Regions from separate parts of the Sus scrofa genome. Here region 2 is linked to region 1. Evidence: chromatin contacts called from public HiChIP or PLAC-seq data. All regions are on one chromosome and are shown on one strand. Each heading gives the region's core, a stretch centred on a gene start, on an enhancer-like site or on the middle of the called end of the contact. The rest is flanking DNA. Distances are from core to core; before and after follow the strand shown.

The links. HiChIP or PLAC-seq counts read pairs in DNA pulled down with a chosen protein or histone mark.
Region 2: a contact with region 1 is called in an H3K27ac HiChIP or PLAC-seq map of skeletal muscle. The contact joins two enhancer-like sites. A contact is called at or near these places in 4 of 47 Hi-C or Micro-C datasets (embryonic fibroblasts, heart right ventricle, psoas muscle and 1 more) and 1 of 2 datasets of contacts at active chromatin or transcription factors (skeletal muscle).

The regions. Positions count from the first base shown.
Region 1 is chr12:10,226,752-10,231,497 of Sscrofa11.1, forward strand. No RefSeq gene overlaps it. Among named protein-coding and RNA genes, the nearest start is that of KCNJ2, 130 kb to the right of the region's middle. Within about 2 kb of position 2,665, at least 4 of the 83 cell types and tissues checked have an H3K27ac peak or open chromatin away from gene starts, as enhancers often do. A contact at or near this core is called in skeletal muscle, where this site is marked.
Region 2 is chr12:10,342,746-10,347,634 of Sscrofa11.1, forward strand. No RefSeq gene overlaps it. Among named protein-coding and RNA genes, the nearest start is that of KCNJ2, 12 kb to the right of the region's middle. Within about 2 kb of position 2,031, at least 2 of the 83 cell types and tissues checked have an H3K27ac peak or open chromatin away from gene starts, as enhancers often do. A contact at or near this core is called in skeletal muscle, where this site is marked.

The sequences.
Region 1 (4,746 bases), core at 1,415-3,914:
AATATGTACATAAGTGATAATAATTATTTTCCCTGTAATGTCAGAGTTCTAAGTACAGGTTTAGTACAACAGAGAGTCCCATAGAAATATATTTTACCAAAGGGCCCTATGTGAATTAGGAGCAATTTCACATGGTAGGGAAATACAGAATTTACACTGCTTCCTGTCTGTGTATTTCTACATAATCAAGGCAAAGTCTAGACCAGCTGATGATCGGGGTGACTTCAGAGCCTTATGTGCTGCACCTTTTAAAGCCTGACATAGAACATTCCCCTCTTTAGCAGCTCTGATAGGCAACCCCCATGACTTCTGAAGCACCCTCCAAGAGCTGATCGGCTCTGTGCCTGGGAGTCTCTCTAAATAATTGAGTGCCCATGGGCCAGCTCCAGAAAGTGCAGTTATGTTCTCCAGAAGGGCATCGATTTGCCAAGTCTTATTACACTCCCAAGAGCTGGCCACTTCATTTAACAAGATTCCTTTTATGGAAAGGCAAAGTACATGCTAATCATTTATTAGTAGATATTTGTTCAAGTACCATCCCTAAGAGGTGTTACAATTTGGTACCATAGGCACTCACTCAGACTGTAAAGTCATTTAGCTCCGTATCTCGTATTCCTCACTGTGCACATTTTTTGGTAAGACCTTCAACCCACCACCACACATCTTGCCCCTTCTGTCTTCCAAGAGACTGGCATTTACCCACTTGGAACTCTGCCAAATTCTTTTTAGTCCTCTTGGGGAAAATATAAAGGGAGAAACTCAAGTCTACAGGGAGCAGGAAAAGAATTCAGTAGCTGTGATCAGAGATGGCATATCTTTGGATAAATCATCATACTGACAATGTCATGATTCCTTTCCTTTATGCTGTGGTTATTATTTGTATTACATCTACATACATTATCAACTCCAAAAGGCAATGTTACAATCTTGAAATGTTACAAATGATCATGTAACACTGTTCTAATGTTACTAAAACCACATTTAGGTTTTGCAAGGTTATACTACAGAAACTGTGCTGAGTGATTCATACACACCTCACTTCTACATCTCAGTAATTGTACAAGATAAGAAATGGAACAGAAGCCAGTACAGAAAGGCAGAGTCACTTGCTCAAAATCCCACTGTAGCCAGATGACAGCTGCGATTTCAGCTCAGAGTGCATCCAAAAGAAGTCTTTAGCCACTGCTATACTGCTTGCTGCTAATTGCTTGGAATTACTCAGAATTTCTCCCAAAGCTGAACGGTCCTCCTCTCTGTTGGTACAATTTGGCAAGGGGGCAGCTGGTTAAGGAGATGATTAGTGTGGTTCGTCTAATAATTAAATTGTGGGCTTTGCAGGCTAAGCAGTAATCTGCGGTATGAAGCAGGGTTTTTTGAAAGTGTGTGTGAACTGTGGTTCTCGTTTGCCTGGCCTGGTAAAAGACACACAGGGCAAAGACAGCATCTTCATTATAGGAATAAACCACTGTTAACTACCAAGAAAATACTGTTGAAATGATGTTTGCCCAAGGAATGCATGCCCAATAGAAAATGAACTGACGGACTTGTGTAATTGTTGATTGCAGGAGGTATAATTAATCCATTTCATTTAGGGTAGGAGGAAAAAACACCTTTGCTCTTAGTTAAGATATGGACGTAATCATTACGTTGAAAAGAACTCCACCTTTAGGCCACTGGTGTTGGGGACGTCATTCTTCTAATCTTCGGAGAAGTCAATTTTATCCAGTCATCATGTTGCAGAACAGCTGCTTGCATTGCTGAGAGCTTTCTTCATGGCAGGTGTTGTGCTAAATGCTTTACCTGCATTACCTTGTTTTAACCTCACGACAAACCTGTTGGGCGCATTTTACAGACTGGGAAATGGAAGAGCTTATTAAGTGATGTGTCCAACTTTACATTCCTAATAAGTGGCAGGGCCAGATTTGGATTCCAGACCACATAATGGCTATGCATCTGTGCATGATGAGTGTGCCATGATGCCTCCACTTGCATTATAGAGGAAAAGATGTTGACTGGGAGTCCAAGGATCTAGGCTTTGGTCTCAAAGCCACCCACAATTGGTCATCTGCCACCCACTATCCAGGAAATGCCATCCTCATTACTCATCTCCCACATCAATATGCAGACAACAACTGCCCTGCCTGGCTTCTCTCACAGTTTGCTTCCATTGAATGCAAAAAGTTTCCTACGTGAAGGGGCTGATTAATAATGACAGTTCAACTCTCAAAAATATTTTTCAATTTATACCCAATTAATTTTTTGGTCTCCCAGCATGATCAGACTGGAATTGCATTTTATGGAAACTAGTTGATAAAGATGTGTGGGGAAGAATATTCCGGAAAAGAATACTGTGAGCAAAGGTACAGAAGAATGTTGAAGCCCCTCCCCAAGAATATCAAATAAGGAGAGAGTTCAGTGAGTACCTTTGATAAATGTCAAGCAAAGCTATTTAGATTTATCCTGAAAGCAAAGTGAAAACACCAAAGCTTTCTGCTGTTGTTGTTTGTGTTTTTTGTTTTTTTCTGAGTGTGTTGCTCCATGTGATTGCCTAGTGTTGGGTAGTGATTCCTAAAGTAAGAGGGAGAAAAAGTCAAGTCAGACGGACCAATAATCAGACTGCTACACCAGTTGAGGACTGAAGGGATACACTGGAGTCACGGCAATGAAAGCAATTGGACAGGTGTAAGGGAGAGTACCAGGGCTCTCCGAAGAGTCCCGGGTCTGAGCAGACATGTAAGACAGAAAGGAAAAAGCAAAGATGACTTGAGGATTTTGACCCCGAGTGCCAGGGAGAAAGAGGCTAAATGGGGAAATCCAGAGTAGAAGTCTCTGTAAGGAGGAAAGACGGTGGGAAACGATTACGGAGATGGCAAACAAGCAGTGGAACATGGACAACCAGAGCAGTGAGGAGCACTTAGGTCCCCAAGGAAAAAAACATTGAGGTTTTGGCACCCTTGACAGCGAAGCCATGAGAACAGCTGAGCTGCCAAGCCAGCCAAAGGAGTAATAGGGCAAGGCGCGTAGCTCGGTGCATCTCTGTATTCGGGGGACTGTAGAAAGAATAATCAACAGGAGGCAAAAATGAGTCTTCATGAAAAAGATTAAAATTATGTACTGGCGCATACAGGCACATACACATGTATACACCTATACACACAGGTGTCTGTGTCTGTGTGTGTGTGTATAACCAAATTCCAGAGTGAGGAATTTGGAGAGAAGTATCAAGTATCAACTGGACTCTTGTACTCTTGCTAATAGCATCTGGTTTTTCTTGACCTCTTAAAGGGCTACTTCCCATGAGTATATAGACCCTTAGAAAAGTCTTCCATGCCCAAATGCATTTGTTTCTCCCGGCGAATTGTTTTCCTTTATGCCTATTTTGGCATCGTTCATTACATAATCTCCCTCATCATCATCTCATTTTGCTTCCAGAAACATATTCTCAAGTGCCTGGCTACGTAATAAATACTCTCTATGGATGCTACCCAACTCTTGGTTACATGCAGAATTGCTGAGCTGTAATGTGCTACCCACTAATATTTCTAATGCCTCTTGGAATCATACCAGCATTAACCATTTATAAAATACCAACTGCTACTCAGTATGTAGAAATGTGATTGCATCTCACTGCTTGCCAAAACAACAGGCCTTTCTGAGATCATTTTGCTTTTTCTGGTTTCCGGGAGAATACAATATTGGGATCCATGGTCCCTTGCCAAGTGCAAGCTAGCGGTAGTTGTTTTTTTCCTAAATGATTTTATTATATTGAGGATTTGCCTTGGAACAGAATGTTCCACAGACACTAATATGCAAATAGTTTTTTGCCTTTTTTTTTTTAGATAGGGTGACCCTTTCCCCATTCTACCTCCCCAAGCTTACTAACTTAATAAGGGAATTTAAAATGTCATTAATACGTCCAACGGTGGATCTGCTTTGCATTGGGAAGATGCAACATGATGGAGCACTAGGTCAAAGACGTTTTTAAAAATTTAAACTGATGCCACAGGTAGATAATGTCCTGGTAAACCATGGCCTTCCACTGGTCACAGAAAAATAAACACTGATTTGTAATGACTCGGGCCAGTTCTACTTTATGCAGAAGGTGGGATCCAGAATGTTAATAACGCTTAGGGTTATAGATAAGGGTCAGCTGAACATGAGAGTTATCAGCTTTGAGATAAATAATTCCACTCTCTCGTGTCCTCAAATAGATCTAGGATTCACTTGTGCCACAGGAGAGTATTTCAGAACGGTGTTTCTACTACATCTTCACCAGAAGAGCACTTTCTCTAAACTCAAAGTTGTCAATCAGGCCCCATTATCTAAAGTATCATTATGAACATTGAGCAAAAAAGCTCAATAAAATCAAATATTAATCATACTGGCGGAAGAGAACAATTGCTCAGGACTATATTCTCTCGCAAAAGCCTGGAGATGTGACCTTGACAATGGTAGCTATTAGTCAATATATGCACATATTTTGTATTTATAGTGTCAAATATGGCACTAGTTTTCAGGAATACAAAATAACTCTGATGTGCTTTGTGTTTTACGCACGTGACAAGGGATAAAGGAAGGTTTTCCTGCAGGAAAATTTCAGTGGGGTTTCAACAGACAATGAGAAGCTTTTCCTGGTGAGAAATGGGGAGAAATAAAATTCTAGAAAAACAGTACTTGTGTAAAGGCTTGAAATTAAAAAAAAAATTATATATTTTAGGTTAATAGGATAGTAGGGAAAATTACAAG
Region 2 (4,889 bases), core at 781-3,280, 120 kb after region 1:
AAAACAAAAAAATAGAAGTGGAAATGGACTATTCCACCACGATGGTTGAGACTTAAACACACGTATCTCAGTAGTCAAGAGATTAAACAGATTAAAAAATATTTAAGGGTATTGAGTGTTTGAATTATATAATAATATAATTAACAGTTATACAAACACATAGACCTTGCACTGAACAAAGAACAAATAAACTTTTATTTCAGTCATGGCAGAGTCACAAGAATTGGCTATTATGTTTTAAAGAAAATAATATATTATGTTTTCTGATCACAGTTCAATAAAATTAGGTATTAAAGGAATTCCCATTGTGGCTCTGCAGTAATGAACCCGAGTAGTATCCATGAGGACGCAGGTTCAATCCCAGACCTTGCTCAGTGGGTTAAGCATCTGGTGTTTGCTAGGCTGTGGTGTGGGCCAGCAGCTGCAGCTCCAATTCAACCCCTAGCCAGGAAGCTTCCATATGCTGTGGGTGTGGCCCTAAAAAGACAAAAAAAAAAAGGTATTAAAAACCAAAGGAATGAGATAGCCTTCCTGCATGTACACACACACACACAAAGCACTCAAAAAAACCCCAAATATCCAACTGGACCTTTTAAAAGACTCTTTTTGATAACCTTTGGATTATTAAAAAGTGATTAGAAATTTTAAAAATACATATGAGAATTCTACAAATCCAAAAACCTATAGATTCTGGCAAAAATCAAACTCAGATGATATTTTACAGACTAATGCATTTATTCTAAAACAAAAAACACAAGACGGGGGAAAATGAACTATGAGTTCAACTCAATCATCTTGAATAAGACCTAAAAAAGGAGGTATCTTTTCCATGTAAAAAAAGATCTGAAAATTATAAACAAAGAATGAATTTATAAAATGAAAAAAAATGAGAGTCACCCACAATCCCACTATTCTTTCCCTTCCTCTAACCATAACACATATAAGGATCAATCAGTAATTCAAGTCAAATGCCTCAAATTCTGTGATGTTTATCCTATCAATATCGAGCAAGTCCCCTTTCAAGTGAGGACCCTGGGTGTTTTCATGAGAGTATTTAGTTTGACGTGTGTGTGTGCAAGTGGTACGTGTGCACACGCATGTGCTATGGTGGAGCGATGGGCAAAAGGAACCTCCTCATCATTCTTTGTCAGGAATACCGCTTTCCTTTTAGAAGAATTTGTCAAAAGGGAAAAAAATGGCTCATTTTAGCAGATTTTCCAGAAAGTTTTTGGTGACATGAAAATTTGCTAAAGATGTGGCCTGCAAAATGAAGTGATAAAAACAGTGAAGGAAAAAAAAATATGTATATATATATATATATATATCAGGAAGTGATCGGGAAAGAATCCCTTGGAGTCCAATGAGGGTTAATCACTTTGGGCTCTGAGGTTAACAGAGGAGGTTTTCTTATACAACCAACCCTGATAGAAACACCACTGAACTTCTGCCAAAGAACAAGATCACTTTCGTTTGGCTAGAAGGTCCAGGAAGAGCCAATCTTTCACATTTGGGAAGCGGTCGTGTTTTGGGTCAATAAAACCATTTTGTTTAGCAGAAGGTATCTGGGGCACTTAATGGGTTTCTTGTTTGGGCATTGACACTACTGGGAGGTATGCCAGGAGACTACACTCTTCTCTTGGGAAGAATGAGAAGAAATAACCAGCATGTCCAAACAAGCTGCGAAATCCTATCCCTTTTGCCCCCTGAAATGAGTCCAATGCCCTAAGATAAAGGAAATCCATTCTGTAATCTGATGGGTTTGTTACCAAGCCTTTTGCCAAGAAAAACACCTTCCCTTCACATAGTGCCAGGGTCCAGGTGCATAAACTCCAGTACAAAATAAATAAATAAATAAAATAAAAATCCTTGGCATTTAATGTATATACTCTAATGACAGGTAACACTATAGATTTTCCCAGCAAGGGCAAGGAGTGTGCTTCCCTCTCTTGCACAGACACTGTATTGGAGGTCTTTTGGTTTGATTGCCAAGGTCAGAGCACAAATATAGAAACCTAAAATTAGATTACTACCATCCTTGTTGTCGTTCTCAGGGCTCTCTGAAAAGATGGCCTTTGAATTGCCACCACTCATCAGCGTTCTAGATATTCAATGCATGGTGAATATTTCTCAAATGAGATGAGCTCTTTTTTCTTTCTGGGTTGGACTTAAATGTCGTCAGTTTGGGGTAAAAATTATGTGAGAAAATGAAAACCTGATACCACAAGTATAAGACTCATTTGTATCTATCCGTATACAGTGCTTTATAATTGTTGAAGCACTTTTACAAAATCTCTCTCCCTTTACATCTCACAAAATTCTGCTTTTATTCTTATTTTCCAATAAGCAAACCAAGGCTCAAAAGTCTTAAATAACTTGTGAAAGGCAGTTTCTTGCAGCCATTGCTCTGTAGACGATGACCTGGGTTACAAATAATATTTCCCTAAGTGGGGTTAAATCCATCTTTCACGGAAATAAAGAGATAAGGGAGAAAGCAAATCTGCTGCACAAAACTTATAGGCATTCCTTTAAGGATTTCTTCCAATTGCAGATTTCTTTTAGAGACTGTATATAAACAGTATATATGTGTGTGCACATGTATTTGAAGGTCATCAAACACAGCTTTAAATGTCTTATGGCTCTGAGTTCAGATGGATTGTTTCCAGGGCTCTTACTGTTGCTGTTGTTGATTTATGTTTTTGTTTGCTCCACATCAACGTATGAGAATTCAACTCCTCTGTGCCACAAAGACAGAGTGATAACCTCCCCTGAGTGGTTGTCACACACCTTTAGAGGAAAAAGTCTGGAAATTCTATATTCACTAAAGTAAAAAATTTCCACTCTTAGGTAGTCAAGGAAATTCCTCACTTCCTCTTTTTTTTCTGGCAAGCACATAGCTAGGTGTCCTAGGCATTTAAATAATATGGCTGGTCTGGTTTTACCAATGGCACTAGCTGGACCAGCCACATTTTTTTTTTTTCTATTCTGCAGACTGCCAGCTCTCCCAAAGGGGAGAATCCTTTCATATTTTATTCATAAAAAAGACTTACTTCGAAGAAAGCCTTCGTCGAGGGCGCTCCCACTATGTAAAATGATGAAAGGCTTGTCCTCCAAAACAGGAGAACAGACAAGGCAGATTCACAGACATCAAATAGGATTGTATTCTCGCTCACTGGACACACCTCGTACCTTTGCATTTTCCTTTTTAAGTAAATTCTATATTGCACAGAACTGCATGCAAATCACTGGCAGGAAAGAGCAACCCAAGCCCTTTCTAAAGCGTGCACATGTGCAGGTTCAAGATGGCCTTATTTCAGTAAAGAACAGGAGAAACAAGTGTCAAGTTTTTCTTCTAGTAAATGTAGGCCATCAGCCCACTGGAAGGTGTAAAGGACAGGGGCAGAGACCCTTGATTTTAAACCTTTTCTTCCAGGTGAATACTGCGGTAGGACCCCTGCTGAGGTATTTGCATCTCCCTCCCCCATCTCTCCATTGGGAAAGGAGCTTGTTTATTGCAAGTAGGAACAGGATCTTAAAAAAAAAAAAAGTAATTTTGTGGGCCTTCTCCACTAATTGCTATTTTGGCAGTCTCCTGTCCACTTCTTTTTATTATCCTACAAAATGATCGTAAACCTATAGAATGTTTAAGACTAGTGAACGCCTACAGGCAGAGCAATTGCAGTAAGCCCCAGTGAGCTTAGATGGCCCAACACAGACAGACACTGGCAGCGGATCTTGTTTTAAGAGACCCTAAATTCAGGTGTCATGTATGAGCCAAGAGAAGGCAGAATTTCAGAGGCAAACTACCTTATCATGGTATATCTGGGCCTCGCTTCAGTTAAACCTTAAATGAAGGTTCCTGCTTGCAAAGTTCAACTGTTTTGAAATAGAAGGGAGAAGTGAGCTGTAGACTGAGGCAAAAGTACATACTGTATTTATCATCGAACACAGCTTTTTATATAATTACCTCCTTGTGCACTTTTTATTTTTGGTTCTTGAATAAAATCACTCAGATGAAATTAAGGAGTGTGCAGGAGAAGGTGCTTCGATGCTACTTTCTGTCTCTATGGCAACCCTGGGGCATCTTATTCAGCTGCCTCATTGACTGAGTGTGCCCAGTGATGCAGGCTGGAACTAAAAGCTGAGCCTAGAAAAGGCAGGAAGGAGAGCATCCTTGGTCTCACAGCCACCAAAGAGCTCATGACAGGGATTGCGTTGAATTTGTAGATTGCCTGGGGTACTGTAGTCATTTTGACAGTATTGGTTCTTCCAATCCAAGAGCATGGTATATCGTTCCATCCATTGTGTCATCTTTGATTTCTTTCATCAGCATCTTATAGTTTTCAGGGTATAGGTCTTTTGTCTCTTTCGGTAAGTCTACTCCCAGGTAGTTTATTGTTTTTGATGTGGTGGTAAATGAGATGGTTTCTCTGATTTCTCTTTCTGATCTTTCATTGTTAGTCTATAGAAATGAAATCAATTTCTGTGGGTTAGTTTTGTATCCTACAACTTTGCAAAATTCAGTGATGAGTTCTGACAATTTTTTGGTAGTGTCTTTAGGATTATCTAGGTACGGTATCATGTCATCTGCAAACAGTGAAAGTTTGACTTCTTATTTTCCAATTTGAATGAATGGGCAATGGGGTCCTACTGCACAGCACAGGGAACTGTGTGTGACTGGGTCGCTTTGCTGTACAATAGGAATTGAAGAAACACTGTAAAGCAACTATACTTTAACTTTCTTTAAAAAAAGAGCTCATGACAGGGCAGAAGAAAACCTCTAGCATGTAAGATCCACTTTCCCTAGTTTTTGTATGAAAGGTTGCCATCTGAGCTTGCTTTTGCCAAGTTTAGTTCGGGATGTGTCCACACTCGCCTTTGAAATGTCTCTG